2 separate regions of the Sus scrofa genome follow, and region 1 is linked to region 2. A link is a contact called in public Hi-C data. All regions are on one chromosome and are shown on one strand. The core of a region is the stretch at or near the end of the contact, and the rest is flanking DNA. Distances in the headings are between cores, read along the strand shown.

The links. Hi-C and Micro-C count contacts between places; a contact is called where the count stands out from the background.
Region 1: a contact with region 2 is called in a Hi-C map of omental adipose tissue, with 5 times the contacts expected there. The contact joins two enhancer-like sites. A contact is called at or near these places in 1 of 5 promoter capture datasets (liver), 28 of 47 Hi-C or Micro-C datasets (adipocytes, alveolar macrophages, blood and 15 more) and 2 of 2 datasets of contacts at active chromatin or transcription factors (alveolar macrophages and skeletal muscle).

The regions. Positions count from the first base shown.
Region 1 is chr2:103,335,905-103,339,134 of Sscrofa11.1, reverse strand. It overlaps CAST (calpastatin), which reads right to left. Exons shown (of 31, transcript NM_214067.1): 12 at 3,116-3,196; 13 at 2,416-2,454; 14 at 1,848-1,940; 15 at 1,617-1,709; 16 at 136-237. Among named protein-coding and RNA genes, the nearest start is that of ERAP1, 78 kb to the left of the region's middle. Within about 2 kb of position 1,269, at least 8 of the 83 cell types and tissues checked have an H3K27ac peak or open chromatin away from gene starts, as enhancers often do. A contact at or near this core is called in omental adipose tissue, where this site is marked.
Region 2 is chr2:103,208,210-103,211,270 of Sscrofa11.1, reverse strand. All of the region lies in intron 13 of LOC106508433 (a long non-coding RNA gene), which reads right to left. Among named protein-coding and RNA genes, the nearest start is that of CAST, 47 kb to the left of the region's middle. Within about 2 kb of position 1,325, at least 9 of the 83 cell types and tissues checked have an H3K27ac peak or open chromatin away from gene starts, as enhancers often do. A contact at or near this core is called in omental adipose tissue, where this site is marked.

The DNA.
Region 1 (3,230 bases), core at 20-2,519, 130 kb before region 2:
CCAAGAACAATTCTCTTTAAATCTCTGATAAAATTAAAATGGTGCAAGAATTCCACACATGTATGATGCCTTTGGTTTTGTCACCTTGCAACCTGCAGTCTAACAGGCTTTGTACATGAACTCCAAGGTCAGTACCTCATCAATTTCCTTAATGGAGCTGAGGTCAAGCTCGGGTTCTGACTTCCGGCTGCCCAGGGAAGCTGACAAAGCCTCCAGTGCTTGATCACTCATCGTGTCCTGCAAAAATAAATTTTGTAAATTCAAAGAGAAAACATATCCTCAGCCCAAACAATCCGCTCACCTCTTTGTGAAATTCAAATTTTAAATCTCTAAGAATGAACTGTGGACTGGGGAAAGACTTTACAAAGGCAATTTTATTTGAAACCTTGCAAAAGAGAGAAAGAAAAAAGAACTTACCAGTGAATGAAAATTGTGGCTAGGACAGACCCGTTTCTATAGTAACAGTGCTCTCAGGGGCACACTTTGCCTCTTATTTAGCAAGCTAGAAGTGTAACTATAATAATAACTTTATTATAAAACACTCATATAAAAAGAAAAGCTACAAGAAGTAAACTTTCACTATCCTGTTTCTCTTTTTCTAAAAACGTGTCCCTAAAAAATGGCTTCAGACAGCCCTGTCCTTCAGCACAACAGGAAGCCCAGGAAGCAGAGAGCTCTGAAGTGTCTGAAGTGGGCCCCACTGCCGCCTTCTCCAAAGACACATTGGCTGAGGGCTGTAGGAACTCCCGCTCTCAGGGGTGTGGTGCTCTCACTGCTCCCCCAGCCAGATAAAAAACAAACTGTCCACGCCAGGAGAGAGAGGCAGAGCAGCACCAACAGAAACTGCTGCTTACATTATCTGCAGGTGGGGCATGGTTTCTCATCCAGCCCAGAGTCACCCCCCACAGCCCCCCCTTTTTTTTTTGGTCTTTTTAGGGCCGCACCCAAGGCATTTGGAAGTTCCCAGGCCAGGGGTTGAATTGGAGCTAAGGCTGCCAGCCTACACCCCAGCCACAGCAAAGCCAGGTCTGAGCTGCTTCTGTGACGTACGCCACAGCTCATACAAGATCCTTAACCCACTGAGTGGCCAGGGATCAAACTTGTGTTCTCATGCATACTAGCCAAATTTGTTACTGCTGAGCCACATGAAGGGCATTCCTTTTATTTTTTTCCCCCCGAGTCACCTTTTGGGATCCACGAGGATCAAGGCAGAGCTGACTGCCTAAGAGAAGTGGACAGAAGCAGCTACAATGCCCCCTCGTGATTCACAGGGCTCAAATGCTTTAGGAAAGTTGAAGATTTGATGCCCCAAGCAAGAGTGCAGCTGCTCTGGGGTCCTGCCCTTCTGAGCAGTAGAATCTTGAGATAGTCTTACTCCACAATCAAGGCAAGTGTGCTGAAATCACCCACAAGCATTTGCAGAAAGAGAAGGCCTGCCTGGAGATGACCGAGTGAACCCTGACTGGTTTCACTACTCCACACAGGACCAGGAGCGCAAAGACACTCATCAAGTGTGATGCACAATCGGACTTCTCCCGAATCAGTTCCATAAGCCTCAGGAAAGCATCTGCTGTCAGGCAGACCATGCTTCGTTGCAAAGAAGTAATGATTTATACCTCTTCCACCCTTCTTTTTTTCTCGTGGGGTGGAGCAGCAGCGCTTTTGATTACCCCAACAGACTGAGCTTTCAAAACCTCTCCAGTAGATTTCTGAAAAACAAAATAAAAAGCTTTGACTTAGAGATGAAGGGAATGTATGAATCAAATTGTGATAACCAGAACTAAAAAGGTGTCTTCAAGTTTGAGATGGTTTCTAACAAGTTTCCTTCATTATATTAAAAACAATACCTCTTTCTCGGTTTTCTTCCCATCAGCTGTAGGAGAACTGCAGGTCAAGTCTAATGACAAGGCATCAATGGCATCATCGGGCCCCAGGGGTTTCTAAAGAAACAGGCAGCATGACAGGTAACATGGGGCAATCACATGTGGAAATGATTCAAGTAACAGATCCAATTATAAACCCAGCAAACAAAGAACATGCTATGGCAATTCCTTTACTAGCAAATGAGATGTTTAGTAATACAGACAAAAGCCTCTGTTTGGGAAGGAATTGAGTGCTCAATAAATATTACTTTTCTGTTTTTTTTCTCATATTACATGCTAGGACAGTCTCATCCTATTTTTATTAACATTTATTTTAGCCTAAAATTTTCTTCTTCCCAACAAAAAACTTACAAGGGAAATGAAAAGGCATTGCCAAACCCCATGCGCACCCCTTTTCTCTGATCAGATGGAAAATGCATCTGATTTAGAGATTTAGTCATAATCCCAATACACAGAATTGATAACACACTCCCCCCAACCAAAGACATAAAAATGTTAACTCTGATATTGGAGGACATCTATGTAAACTCACCGAAGTGTCTGGAGGAGGCACTGGGATCCCTTCTTTTTTCTGAAACAAATATTAATTTGAGGAGGCTGAGAAGGCACAACTAATGCTTATGATCCACAAAATGTAGAGCTCAGTGATTGCTGTAGGTTGCATAGTGTCTTTCCCAAATTCCTATGCTCAAGTCTTACCCTCTAATACTTCAGAATGTGACTCTATCTGAAGCCAGGGCTTTTAAAGAGGTAATCAAGGGTCAATGAGGACATTAGGATGGGCCTTCAATCAATATGGGCCTGTGTTCCTATAAAAGGGGGAAATGACCTAGAGGTACACGTAGAGAAAAGATGACATGCAGATGTGTAACTCATAGAAAGGAGATGGGGAGTGACTCCACACACAGCAACCTACAAGACCCAGGAGAGAGGCCTGGAATAGGTATCTCCTCTCACCTGGTCTTCAGAAGGAACCAAGCCTGCCCACAACTTGAGGCCAGTCTTCTAGCCCACAGAACTGTGAGATGGTATGTTTCTGTTGTTTAAGCCATCCTGGCTCTGGTAGTTTGTTATGGCAGCCCCACCAAACTAACGTGGTGAGCTTCAGAGTAATGATAGTATCATAAGTCCATTATAATTTCTAAATTTAAAACACTCAATATATTGATGTGTTAAAATTATAATTCCAGAAAAGAAACAGTAAACTATAAATGAACAATTATTTAACTTACATCCAACAATTCCCTATATTTTGGAGGAAGTGTGACTTCTCTTTTACCCAATTCCTCTATATAGGTAGAACTCATTGGATCCTAGAAGAAAATTATACACATTGGGATATTAGTT
Region 2 (3,061 bases), core at 76-2,575:
CGAGGAGTGGATTAAGAAGATGTGGTACATATACACAATGGAATATTACTCATCCATTAAAAAGAATGAAATACCAGCATTTTTAGCAACATGGATAGACCCAGAAACTATCATGCTAAGTGAAGTCAGCCATACAATGAGACACCAACATCCAATGCTTTCACTGACATGTGGAATCTGAAAAAAGGACAGATGGAACTTCTTTGCAGAACAGATGCTGACTCACAGACATTGAAAAACTTATGGTCTCTGGAGGAGACAGTTTGGGGGGTGGGGGGATGTGCTTGGGCTGTGGGATGGAAATCCTGTGAAATCAGATTGTTATGATCATTATACAACTACAGATGTGATAAATTCATTTGAGTAATAAAAAAATGCTTCTTTTTGTAGAGTTTCAAAGCACTATTATTTATGTCTACCTAAAGGACACATGTAATGGTACACATTTATGATGAACAACTTCCAGGTCCTATACCTTCTTATTTTAGCCTATCTCTTACTAAAGGGTGCCAGTGGCATTTTGTAAATGTGTCTCAATTTAAATAACCCAAATAATGGCTTGATTTTCTGGATAGGATTCAGGTAGTACATGAACCTCCCTGAAGCTGTGTGCCCTGGTGTGTGTATATTCTTTAATAGATTAGAAGGTCTGTAGCTTTTCACTATATTCTTTTGTGACCAAAAGAGAGTTGAGAGACATTGGTGAAAGAATAGCAGCAACTAATCTCAGTGTCTTAACCTATGATCCAGGCTATGCCCTTGATACTTCGAAGGAAGACGGCAGAGAGCCATAAGGAAGGTTTGTTTCAAGGCAGCAGCAGGGAGCTGTGGCCGAAAGCTCCAGTGGCTGGGGCACCACGCCCTGTGGTGATAGAACCAGAATCCTCAGACCCAGAGAAAATCCAGAGATCAGATCTGATGGTGAAAAACATTCTTATTCTCTTTGCCACTTACCTATCTCTAGATGATCGGTTTTTTCTTTCTGGTATTTCACTTTTATATTTTTGTTTGTTTGTTTACAAAGTACAACTTCTCTTATAAATAAATGAATTCAATACACATCTCTTGGGTGTGAAGCCCAGTATCTGAGAGTCCACTCATTGGAGTCCTGGGTTCATAGCCCAGATCCACACTTTGTAGCCATATGACTCTGGAACAGGGACCCTGACTCTCTGAGTTTCCACTTTTGGACCTCAGTGTAAAGAAACATGTTCTCTGAGACGTCTTTCCAAGCAAACCCTTGAAGGAGCAACCCCTAACTAATGGGTCCACTGATAACATCGTAACCGTGACCATCCTGCCGGCCCTTCTTAGGCTCCCTGGCCTGCCTAGCCTCTCAAGCAGTGGAGCAGGTTAAGTTCTCCGTCAGTGCTAGTCTCAGCCAAGCACAGCCTCAAACTACCCTTTGCAGTTTGCTTGCTTTTCTTTGAGCCCATTTGCTCCACTGACAAAGCAATCTGAAAGACAGTGGCCATGTGCTCTGCAAGATGATTGATGACTGCAGAATAAGGAGAGGTGAGGTGGGGGGTGCAGGAGACTTTCCCAGGAACTGCTAAATTACACTAAATACTTTAGCTGCTCAGGGTACATTGGGGGCTGACCCTGCAGTCTCCCCAGTGCACAAGTTTATGCTGGTAAGTAACTAAAAATCAGAAGAGCATTAACTGTCTTAATAAGACTGGACTGTTTCTGCTTTACAAAGCTCAGGGTGGGAACATTAGGATTCCTTGCCATGATTAAAAAAAAAAAATTTTTTTTTTTTCAGGTTCAGAAGAAGAAGAAAAAACAAAGAGGGGTGGTATGAAGTTTCTCGGCACAAGCTGGGCCTGGCCTCAGGCATGAAGCTAAGGGTCCATGGACATGCTCCTTGGATTTTGCCTGAATCTTTGGACTCGGCTTCAGGTTTATCTGCCTGAATGTTTCCCTTCCCCCATAACGAATGAATCATTTCCTTCTCTCATATCCTGCCAAACATTTCACATCATACCTCCCATTCTTGGGTAGGTGCCTAAATTGAACAACTCACTATGATGAGAAAGCAACTGATGGGAAACAATTTTTCATTCTCATTTTATAAGCCTCTTGAAATATGCTTTTTGGGAGAGGCTTTAGGGCATGATAACCATGTCCAAGCTGGATGCTTTTGATGAAAGTCCATTGTCCACAGGATGCACTGTGGTAGGGAAGCTATCACAGAACCCAGAGGGGAAGGGAACCTGATTCCACCCCTTGAAACAATGTAAGGAGTCAGGCATCTGCCAATAATAATCCAGAAGGAAGTGGAAAGTCACTCTAGATAAAATAATGAGCTTCTGCTGCCACCTGGTGGAGTTCTCACCTTTAACCATTGTTAATTAAAGGGTCATTATCCAGAGAAACTACAGAGCTGTAGTTCTCAAAGTGAGCGCCTTTGGCCAGGAGTATGGGTGTTACCTGGTGATTTATTACCTATGACAATGGATGAGTTACTTAATCTTTACAAGTCTAGTTTCCTTAGTTATAAAATGTCTAACTCATAGCATTGTGAGAATTTAAAAAGAAAATGTAAATAACGGGAGCACTAATAATAAAAAATGTAAGGTGCCTAGTATTAAACTTAACCTAAACACTGGTAAATATGGAAAAAGTTATAATATTTCATTGAAAGATATTTGTGATTACCTCAAAAAAGGGAGCTCCTTGGAAAAGCAGAATCCTAGACTACTCTAGACCGAATGGATCAAGAGATACACTTAACAGGATCTCCAGGTTATTAGCATAGGCATTAAAGTTTGCAAAGCACTGTTTTGGAGATATATGCTCATTATAATTGCTACTTTGAGCTTTTGAACACCCTTAAGTTTTTCAAGTAAAAAGTGCTGTCATGGAGTTCCCGTTGTGGCTCAGGGGAAATGAATCTGACTGGGATCCATGAGGACACAGGTTTGATCCCTGGCCTCACTCAGTGGGTTAAGGATTTGGCATTGCCATGAACTGTGGTATAGGTCCCAGAGGTGGCTCAGTTCTGGCCTTGCTGTGTCTGGTGTAGGCTGGCCGCTACAGCTCCAATTTGACCCCTAGC